Regions from separate parts of the Sus scrofa genome. Here regions 1 and 3 are each linked to region 2. Evidence: chromatin contacts called from public HiChIP or PLAC-seq data. All regions are on one chromosome and are shown on one strand. Each heading gives the region's core, a stretch centred on a gene start, on an enhancer-like site or on the middle of the called end of the contact. The rest is flanking DNA. Distances are from core to core; before and after follow the strand shown. Region 1 overlaps NOL10 (nucleolar protein 10). Region 2 has its middle 16 kb from the start of KLF11. Region 3 has its middle 8.6 kb from the start of ODC1.

Region 1 (3,013 bases), core at 497-2,996, 500 kb before region 2:
TGAACCGTTCTGAGATGGCTCTTGCCGGAATTAACGTTTCGCCCCTCTGTTTCTAGTAGCTCTGTTTAGCATCCTTCATAAGGTGCGTAGAGGTTGGTTGGTTTGTTACTCATTAGGTTGTGAGTGAGTGCCTTAGGATCAAAAATTAAATCTCTGTTTCATCTTTGCACCTGAATCTGTCTTAGAAGTGATATTTAATCAGGGAAGACATCAGTAGATTTCAAATTATATATTCAATTGACAGCGCACTCTAAATGTTCTGGACATTCAGAATACTATCAACCAACTGTAATGGAAAAAACAGACCAAAAGAGAAAAAGAAGAATCATTTGTAAAAAAAAAAAAAAAGAAGCTAAAAACCCCACAAATATATGTTCAGTATCTCATAGAATTCTAGTAAGGGTTGGACAGATTTTCAGGGCATGTGTGTAATAAACAGCCCAGGCTCCGTGATGTCCCAGGTTTTACCAGCTTCGGTGTTTGTAGCCCTGTATCCAAGTACAGATGTCAGACTTCAGCTACTTACAGCCTTATTTACTCTGCAAATAGTACCGAACAGGCAGTGAAATCAGTCTGTTACGTAGCCGAGCCCGCCACCAGCAGGTTTGGTTTTCCAGCCTGTGTTCGTGCTGTTTACTTTGCAGTCCGCGGGAGGTAGGTTGACTTATCTGGGTTCCAAGCCTATGGCAGATAAGGAGCAATAGGAGAGCCCCGAGGGTATAAGATGACCCTCTCTTTAGTGAAGAGGAAAGTTTATAGTACATTCTAGAAAACTTCGTGTTCAGAAGTGGTACAGATGAAAAGGAGCTGAGTGCAGTCCTGAGCTATTCAGGTCGGGCTCAGGTGTCAGGTTTTTTGAGTCAAGTTTTTTGATGCCAAATCGGTATCCCTTGAGGACAGTGAAATGGCCGGGGGTGGGGGGGGGGAGCCGAGGCTGACCTGTAAGGGAAGGAAGTCTCCCTGACGTTCCCAGTAACTCCTCGGTGCCGTCGGTCAGCTCCCCGCCAGCTCCCCACCGCGTCAAAGCTCGGCGTGTGAGCGGTGTGTACCTCCTCGCCAGACGGCGAAATGTGGCGTGAAAGACTCACTGATCTTCATTCGGTGTAGTAGCTTTGCTTGAAAAGCCGTATTTCAGAAACATCTATTTCCTTGAAAAATGTTTCGCATCGAAAAGTGTTCATTGGTGAACGTCCTTTCAAATGTTTGAAGCATAAAGCCAGCTCAGAAGACTCCCTCTTGGCTCTTTCTGTGTAACAGCCAAGTGATACATATTTTCTGGGCAATAAATTAGTAGAATCTGTGGGTAAGAGATAAGCAATTAGCAGTTCTGGAAACGAGTCGTAAAACAGTGTCATGGGGATTTACTAAGTCCTGCCTTGTGCAGCTTGTTGATTTCGTGTTGGGTGAAATGTTTTGAAGCCACCTTTCTGGTCAGATTTTATGGTGGTGTTCATGTTCAATTTTGGCATCCTTCTTCTTTCAGAGCCTTCCTAACATTCTCACGGATGATCGATTTAAAGTGATGTTCGAGAACCCTGACTTCCAAGTTGATGAAGAGAGCGAAGAATTTCGGCTTCTGAATCCACTTGTTTCCAAAATCAGTGAAAAAAGGAAGAAGAAACTCAGACTCTTAGAGCAACAGGAACTTCCTGAAAAAGTAATGCACTCTCTTGGTCACATAGAACTTGCTCCCGTTTGTGGGCCGTAATGGTTTCTGTACGTTGCAAGAGGCGTCACGCAAACTCGAGCTGTCCTTGACCTTCAGCCTGGGCGTTTCTTCAGTTGCAGGCGCCTCTGATGCCCGCGCTGTCCCATGCCCCCAGGCGAGAGTGCTGCTAACAGAGAACCGGGGTGGGGGGGCAGTGCTGGGGGCTGGGGAAGGAGCTGCTGCTTACTCATTTCATTTGCAGGAAGAGGAGGAAGAGCCGGAAGGAAAACCAAGCGATGCGGAAAGCTCCGAGAGCTCAGATGATGAAAAAGACTGGGTGGCAGAGGTCAGGAAGCAGCGCCGGCTCCTGCAGCAGGAGGAAAAGCGGAAGCGGCAGGAGCAACGCAGGGAGGACCAGCAGACCGTCCTCAAACCCCAGTTTTACGAGATCAAAGCAGGCGAAGAATTCAGAAGCTTCCAAGATTCCGCCACAAAGCAGAAGCTGATGAAGTGAGTAGCGCTGCCCTGCTGCCCTCGGTGGTGGCTGGACAAGCTGCCAGCCTTGCCCTTCCTGGCTGGGCCCTTGCCCTCGAGGTGGCATTTTGATCTCTGGAGTGAATGTGAGGGAAGCGCCACAAGGCCTGAGGAAAAATCGACTGGTCTTTGTTGGGAGTATTTTTAACAACTTTTTGAGGTACAGTTTACATACAGTATGTTAAGGGTGTGGCCCCGTGAGTATTGGTAAATATATGCATTAGTGAGCTTTTTACTGCAAAAGCCACACTCCTAAATTATAGTGGCAATTAAAAGGTAACAACTTCTTGAATAAGCTATATTTTAAAATGAGAATTTCAGTTATGTTTACTCTTACCTTGGTTTACCTAATTATTAAAACGGTCACTTGGAGGAGTTCCCATTGTGGCTCAATAGGTTAAGAACCCAACTAGTATCCATGAGGCTTCAGGTTCGATCCCTGGCCTCGCTCAGTGGGTTGAGGGTCTGGTGTTGCCACAGGCTGTGGTGTAGGTCACAGATGCAGCTCCAATCCCACGTCACTGTGGCTGTGATGGAGGCCGGCAGCTGCAGCTCTGATTCACCTCTAGCCTGGGGACTTCCATATGCCACAGGAGCAGCCCTAAAGAGGAAATAAAAATAAAATGGTCCCTTGGAAAAGTTGCCAGAAATGGTAAGCCTTTTGTAGCAGAACGGAGAGGCCAGATTGATGTCCTAGAATAATTGAATACAGAGACAGAAAGTGGGGTGGTGGCTGCCAGGGGTCGAAGGGTGGGGGATGGGCATCACTGAATTAGGTTCGGAGAGTCACTTGGAATGATGAGAACGTCCTGGAAATGGACAGCGGTAGTG
Region 2 (3,088 bases), core at 432-2,931:
TTTTACAGTCTTTGCCTCCTTGAAATATTCTTGCTTTCAACAGCGGGCAAGAATCGGGACAAATCTGCTTTAGTGGCCAGGGTTCCTGGTTTTCACCCGGGCTGCCTAGGTTCAATTCCTGCGTAGAGAATTAAGATCCTGTTTCAAGCCATCACTCAGTAATGTCTCTCTGAGACCACTGCCAGGACCCCAAGGTGCTTCGGGCTGTATGCCCTCGGCAGCCCATTCTTGCACAGAGCAACAGCCGCCTCACTAGGGCATCCCTCCTCGGCTCTTGCCTAGGTTGGCCGTGCTATCTGCCTCAAGCTAGCCGCCATGAGTCCTTGGCACGCCTGTTATTGAATATATACCAACCCAGTAAGTGCAGAGCTGGCCAGGGAGTCATTCCAAAGTTCATGGCCCCACATCAGGGGTCTGCCAAGATGCCCGCCCCACAGGCTGGCCAAGAGTCGGGGGAGAGAGGCTGACGTCCCTCGGTCTTCTCTGGCCCATCACAGCCTTGGTCCCCAGTCCTCTCTGGTGCTGGGTGGCACTTTGACTGGCAGAGGTTAACCCCCAGGGAAGTGGGAGCTGGGCAGGCATCCTAACTGGCCTTCCTCACACCCCACTTCCAGCCTGTGCAGCACGCGCGTCCGCTGGTTTCCTCCTGGGCTCCTTTATGGGGCTTCTGGAGGCCTCGGGCCCTGTGGGCCCTGGGACGCCCTGGCACTTGGGCTCAGGAGGAGGCTTGGGGAGTCGTGGTGGCTGCTGGGTGACATGACACCTCTTGCACTGTGATCAGGGGCCCAGGGGCGCCTGCCTCTCTCCCAGGTGGGAACCTCTGACCTCTGGCTGGTCTGCTCTCGAGGCCTGACCCCAGATCTTGGGCCGCCTGAGTGAAGAGCCACACGTGTGGGCTGTGATGACTCCTTACACACATGGTGCCTCCAAAAAGCCCTTTGTCCTCCATTCTCTCGTGATCACCCATAGGTGCTCAGTTTCTTCAGCCCTGAAATGGGACTAATAACACCTCCCCAGTCGGGTGGTGTTAAGAATTAGGGGTGACGCGCCACAAAACGTGCTCCTTATCGGCCGTCAAATTATCCTCAGCCAAGCAGGTAGCTTCCTGGTCGTGGCTGGGCCCAACCTTCCCCTCACGTCAGAGCCAGCTGTGGGGTGATGTTGGCGGTGGGCGGGAGCTTTTTATTCTGTGCCCGAGGGAGAAGGGGACAGCCGGGACCTCCCACGGGGATGGCACCCCTCACCCCGGAAACCTTGGCAGGAGCAGGGGCTGAAGTCCCGGGGGCAGGGGTGTCACCGCGAAACGCTGGGGTAGAGACGACCCCACCGAACTTGCACGGCGTGAGCTTGCAGCGGGGTGGTCCCGGGCTGCTCTCGAGAGCACCGCGCCCTGCAGCCAGGCAGTTGGGGACACGCGCTCCCACTTTAGAGCTCAGCCATTGCAAAGCAGGGCTTGGAGGCCGTTCAAGCGCCCAGCCCTGCAGCTTCCTGGCTCCGGTCACAAAGCCCTGGGTGGAGAAGAAAGGGGGAGAAAGGGAGGGGAAGGGTGTCGCAGGCTCAGTGCCTTCCTCTGGGTGGAGGCCCATGGCAAGGGTCCTGGAGGCTCCTGGTCCCACTGGGCCCACGGAGGCCTTTGCTCCCCCGAGAGCAGGAAGCTCCCCACCCTGGGGAGAGTCCCTCCCCCGCCTGCGGGTGCCCGGCCCACTTCCTCTGCAGAGGGACACACCCGAGCTGGTGGCCTCAGCAGCCCCTGGGGAGCGGGGGCAGGGGCTCCTGGGCAGGCAGGCTCCTTTCTGCCTCAGCCTCAGTTTCCCCCTCTGGGGTGTGAGGGGACCCTGTTGATGAGGTGGCAGTGGACAGGCAGAAGCGGAGATGAAAGAGCCCAACCAGCCTCTCCGGATTCCAGCAGCTGCTAGCTGGACTCTTGCTGTCCAGTTAGTCCAGCTCAGGGAGTGGGCTTGGGGAGCATGCGGTCCCAAGACTGGCCATTCCTGTGCAGATCCCGCTCCTCATTCGGAGGGCGTGAAAGGGCGAACTGAGCCCCAGCCCCAGCCGGAAAGTGGACATGCTAGTCATTCCTTCATTTCATCAGACCCTTGCTGAGAGCCAGCCCTGAGCCAGCGAGATTTTGCTGCCCTCTGGGAATCCACAGCCTGGGGGAGGACAGAGGGGGCGCACAGGTGACCAGGCACCGGGGGCTGGGCCAGAGGAACTGCATGGGGAAGGGAGAACCCTAGGCAGACCGGCACTTTGAGCCGAGCTTCAAAGAGGAAAGGAAAAAGGAAGAGAAAGGAAGTGTGTGCGTGCATGTGTGTGTGTGGGGGGGGGGTGTGGGAGAGGTGGGGGTGGGGGAGATCCAGAAGAAAACGAGTGGCTCACAAAAGCCTGGAGCGTGAGGCTGGAGGGAACTGGTCTCTAGTTCTCACACACGGACAGGTGGGAGTTGGGAGCACGTTTAGAAAGACCAAGGGTTTGCATTTTATTCTGAGAACCAGAGCAGGTGTGGACAGGACCTAGGGAACAGGCAAGAATGTTTGCCTCTGAGGACTTTGCCTCTGACCGCGTGTGGAGGGCAGAGTGACAGGTGCGAGGCGCCCAGGCTGGGAGACCCGGCTGTGGCAGCAGCAGTCACTTCCTACTGCGGAGAAAAACAGGGGAGTCTTAGTTTTCTGTGCTGTGTGACAAATGACCACAAAACCAGAGGCTTAAAGCGGCACACATTTATTATCTCAGCTTCCGTGAGATAATAAGAGGAGTCAGGACAAGGCCTGGTGGGGTCTTCTGCTGGGGGTCTCCTCAAGCGCCAGTCAAGGCGGCCTTGAGCTGTGTTCTCACGTGGAGACTTGACCGGGGAAGAATCGGCTTCTCTGCTCCCTCAGGCTGTCGCAGAATTCCTTCCCTTGCAGATCCATGACGGAGGGCCAGCCTCTTCCCGGCTGTCCTCCGGGGCTGTGCTTAGTCTGGAGGCTGCCCACATCTCCCTGCCCCAGTCTCTCTCCAGCGGCAGCCCCTTTGCTCCGTGTCAACGGGAGAGGATGTCTCTCTCAGCCCAGAGGGAGTCTTACATGACACGAGGCACTTCTGTGAG
Region 3 (3,099 bases), core at 256-2,755, 360 kb before region 2:
CCGCCAGCTTCCAGGGCTTTCTGGCCATCTTTGGCCTTCCTTGACATGGAGAAGCCTTACCTTGATCTTGGCCTCATGGCCCCATGGCTTCCCCCTGTGCCTTTACATCTCTCTGTGCTTGTCTCTCTGCACCCAAATTTCCCCCTTTTACACGTCATATTGGGAGTTCCCTGGTGTGCAGTGGGTTAAGGGTCAGGCATCGTCACTGCAGCGGGCCAGGTCGCTGCTGTGGTGGGGGTTTGATCCCTGGCCTGAGAACTTTCACATGCCTTGGCAGAGACCCCCCCCACAAAAAAAAGCACCCGGCAACAACAAAGTCAGATTGGATTATGGCCCGTTCTAATGCCATCCTAATGATTTCATTGAACGCAACAACGCCTATTAAAAAAAACCCCTATCTCCAAATGAGAGCACGTTCTGAGGGGCTTAGGACGTTAAGGTATGTATGGGGGCGGGGGGTGGGGTGACACCAATTTAACCCGTAACAGACAGCGTCTTCCAAGTAACCACGCTAGCGGCATAGGAGGTCTGAGCCCATCTCCAGGGCTGGCGGGGCATCGTGATCAGCTTAAGTCAACCACAGAGGTGCTACTCTCTTTCTCGGGATGGAGGAGGCCAGAGCATGCGGTCCGTTCCACCCACCAGACGGGAAGGGAAGTCCGCTGGGGAAAAGGATTTGTTGGGTAAAGAGAGACATAGGGGAAGGGAGGCCCTTTCTCTCCTGCTGGGTCCTCTGCCTTGTCTGCTCCTGATGCCCAGAACCGGGGCCGTCTTAGAACCACAAGGGCAGCTGGGTCTCCACTCTGCCCACGGAAGTGAGACAGATGGGAAGACCCGGGTCTCCGGCGCTCTCGAGGCTCTGTGTGAATGACACCGGAGCCTCCCTTCCCTGAGACTTGTGGTTATGTGAGATGATTAATTTCCCCTGCTGCTTACGCCAGCGAGTAATGTAACACTTACTTGCTTACCAGGCTCTTCGTAGGAAGTGTCCTCCTGGGGAGGCAGGAAGATTCGAACCATGCCCATCCCTGGCTTGTTTGATCCCAGACCCATTCCCTACCCCCCCCCCGCCCCCCAGGTCCTGCTCTTTTCTTGAGGGGAGTGGAGATGGGGGCTGACCCAGGAAACACGCGTGCTGGCTCTCTGGCCAACAGCTTCCAATCCAGAGGCCCTGGTGGGAACAGAAGCCTCCTCTCCCTCCTGACTCTCCCCAGGACTGGCTGCTTCCCCTGGGTTCCAGCCCCTCTGGTCAGCGCCTCCCTCAGTGGTTCCAGTCCCCGCCGGACAGCCCCCACGGGGCAGGTGGCCCGGGCTCCTGCTGATCTGGCCCTGTGGTGGGCGGGGCACCCTGCATCGCTTCGATATGCTCTTATCGCCGAGATGGGTTCCCACCTCGTGCCATTCCCCCTTCTGAACAGTCTTGCCTGCTCTGGCCTGAGCGATACAGGGCATGGCGTGCCAGAGTAGAAGGTTCTGTACTCAGGGCAGGGAGGGGACTCCTCGCCCCTTGAGCTCGCCAGGTCCCGTTGTCTGCAAGGATTTGGGTGGGCAGGTGGGAAGCACAGGATGAGGCCAGAGTCAGATTGTCTGCTGGATGGAGGACTAGCCCCTGGGGGCCGGGCGCTGCCCCCAGAATGAGCCCTCTGTCCTCTCCCCGAGGGAGGCTGGGCCCATGGCCAGCTGCCTCTCTGTGTCCCCTGGTCTTGATCTTGTCCTGCGTGTCCTGGGCCCCTCCCCAACTCTCCCTGGTCCAGCCTTTCCAAGCCCAGACCTCTCCACGAGCTGTTTCTAATACCCAGAGCAGAGTTCCTGCCTTTGCCCTGGGGCCCCACAGTGGCACCCTGTGTGACCGCCGCCCCAGTGACCAGAACACTCGGACACAAGCCTGGGGACAGCAGCCCTCTCTGACGATAAGCTCTCGCAGGCCGGGGCCTCCTCCGTGCATCTCCAAAGTGGCTGGAGGGGCCCTGGCCCGGCACGAGGGCTCCCGGCTGTCCGACGGGAGGCAACAAGCATCCCCTTCAGACCCTCCTGCAGCCTCTCCTCCGGAGCTCTGCAGCCAGGGCCCCCCGTGGCTCAGTCCGGCGAGATGCCAGAGGCTATTCGGATGGTCTCGGTTCTGACTTGGCAGCAAAGGGACGCTTAGGCCGAGTACACGCCTTCCAGGAGGCCCAGGTTGTGCAAGGGCCCTTCGCACGCTGCTCCCGCCGCAGGAGGAAGAAGCCTTGCGGGCTCTGGGGATTCCCAGAGGTGGGGCCCCACTGGGGTGGGGCTCGGGCAGAAACGGGGCCGAGGCAAAAGCCAGCAGAGGTGCTGCGGCATGTTGGGTCAGACGCCGTCACCAGGAGCTTAAGAGAAAATAAAACAAAGAGACGGTTTTCTTGGAGCGCTGGGAGAAGGTCAGGGTCCTTCCCCATCAGTTCCCCGCAGGCCCCCAGGAGCCCAGCCCACAGAAGCTCCAGAGGGGGCTCGTCCCTTGCCCCACACACCACCAGCATGTTGGAGACACTCAACATCAACACATATTGAACGAATGAATAAATGACCAAAGGAAAATATTCCAAACCTTTTGTTTTTGTTTTTGCTTTTTTGTCTTTTTAGGGCCACACTCGTGGCATATGCAGGTTCCCAGGCTAGAGCTTGAATCAGAGCTACAGCTGCCGGCCTCCACCACAGCCACAGCAATGCCAGATCCAAGCTGCATCTGCCACCTGCGACCTACACCATAGCTCACAGCAACGCTGGCTCCTTAACGCACTGATCGAGGCCAAGGACCGAACTCGCATGCTCATGGATACTGATCAGGTTCTTAATCTGTTGAACCACAACGGGAACTCCTATTCTGAATCTTTATCCTCCTAATTTTAGATAGGACACGGGAAGAAATTCCCATGAGTTCATCTGTCATGTAGCAAATACAAATCACAGGTCTCTGGAGTTCCCTCATGGCACAGTGGGTAAGGACCAGCATTGTCTCCAAAGCAGCTTGGGTCAGGACTGTGGCATGGGTTTGATACCTGGCCTGGGAACTTCTACATGCCGTGGGCGCTGCCAAAAATATATATATATATATATATATATATATTTCTCAGGACGGCC

What was found. HiChIP or PLAC-seq counts read pairs in DNA pulled down with a chosen protein or histone mark.
Region 1: a contact with region 2 is called in an H3K27ac HiChIP or PLAC-seq map of alveolar macrophages. The contact joins two enhancer-like sites. A contact is called at or near these places in 1 of 5 promoter capture datasets (fetal liver) and 1 of 2 datasets of contacts at active chromatin or transcription factors (alveolar macrophages).
Region 3: a contact with region 2 is called in an H3K27ac HiChIP or PLAC-seq map of alveolar macrophages. The contact joins two enhancer-like sites. A contact is called at or near these places in 1 of 5 promoter capture datasets (liver) and 1 of 2 datasets of contacts at active chromatin or transcription factors (alveolar macrophages).

What each region holds. Positions count from the first base shown.
Region 1 is chr3:125,941,560-125,944,572 of Sscrofa11.1, forward strand. NOL10 (nucleolar protein 10) reads left to right here. Exons shown (of 21, transcript XM_021087848.1): 18 at 1,484-1,657; 19 at 1,911-2,158. Among named protein-coding and RNA genes, the nearest start is that of NOL10, 82 kb to the left of the region's middle. Within about 2 kb of position 1,747, at least 4 of the 83 cell types and tissues checked have an H3K27ac peak or open chromatin away from gene starts, as enhancers often do. A contact at or near this core is called in alveolar macrophages, where this site is marked.
Region 2 is chr3:126,444,455-126,447,542 of Sscrofa11.1, forward strand. No RefSeq gene overlaps it. Among named protein-coding and RNA genes, the nearest start is that of KLF11, 16 kb to the left of the region's middle. Within about 2 kb of position 1,682, at least 34 of the 83 cell types and tissues checked have an H3K27ac peak or open chromatin away from gene starts, as enhancers often do. A contact at or near this core is called in alveolar macrophages, where this site is marked.
Region 3 is chr3:126,079,671-126,082,769 of Sscrofa11.1, forward strand. No RefSeq gene overlaps it. Among named protein-coding and RNA genes, the nearest start is that of ODC1, 8.6 kb to the right of the region's middle. Within about 2 kb of position 1,506, at least 16 of the 83 cell types and tissues checked have an H3K27ac peak or open chromatin away from gene starts, as enhancers often do. A contact at or near this core is called in alveolar macrophages, where this site is marked.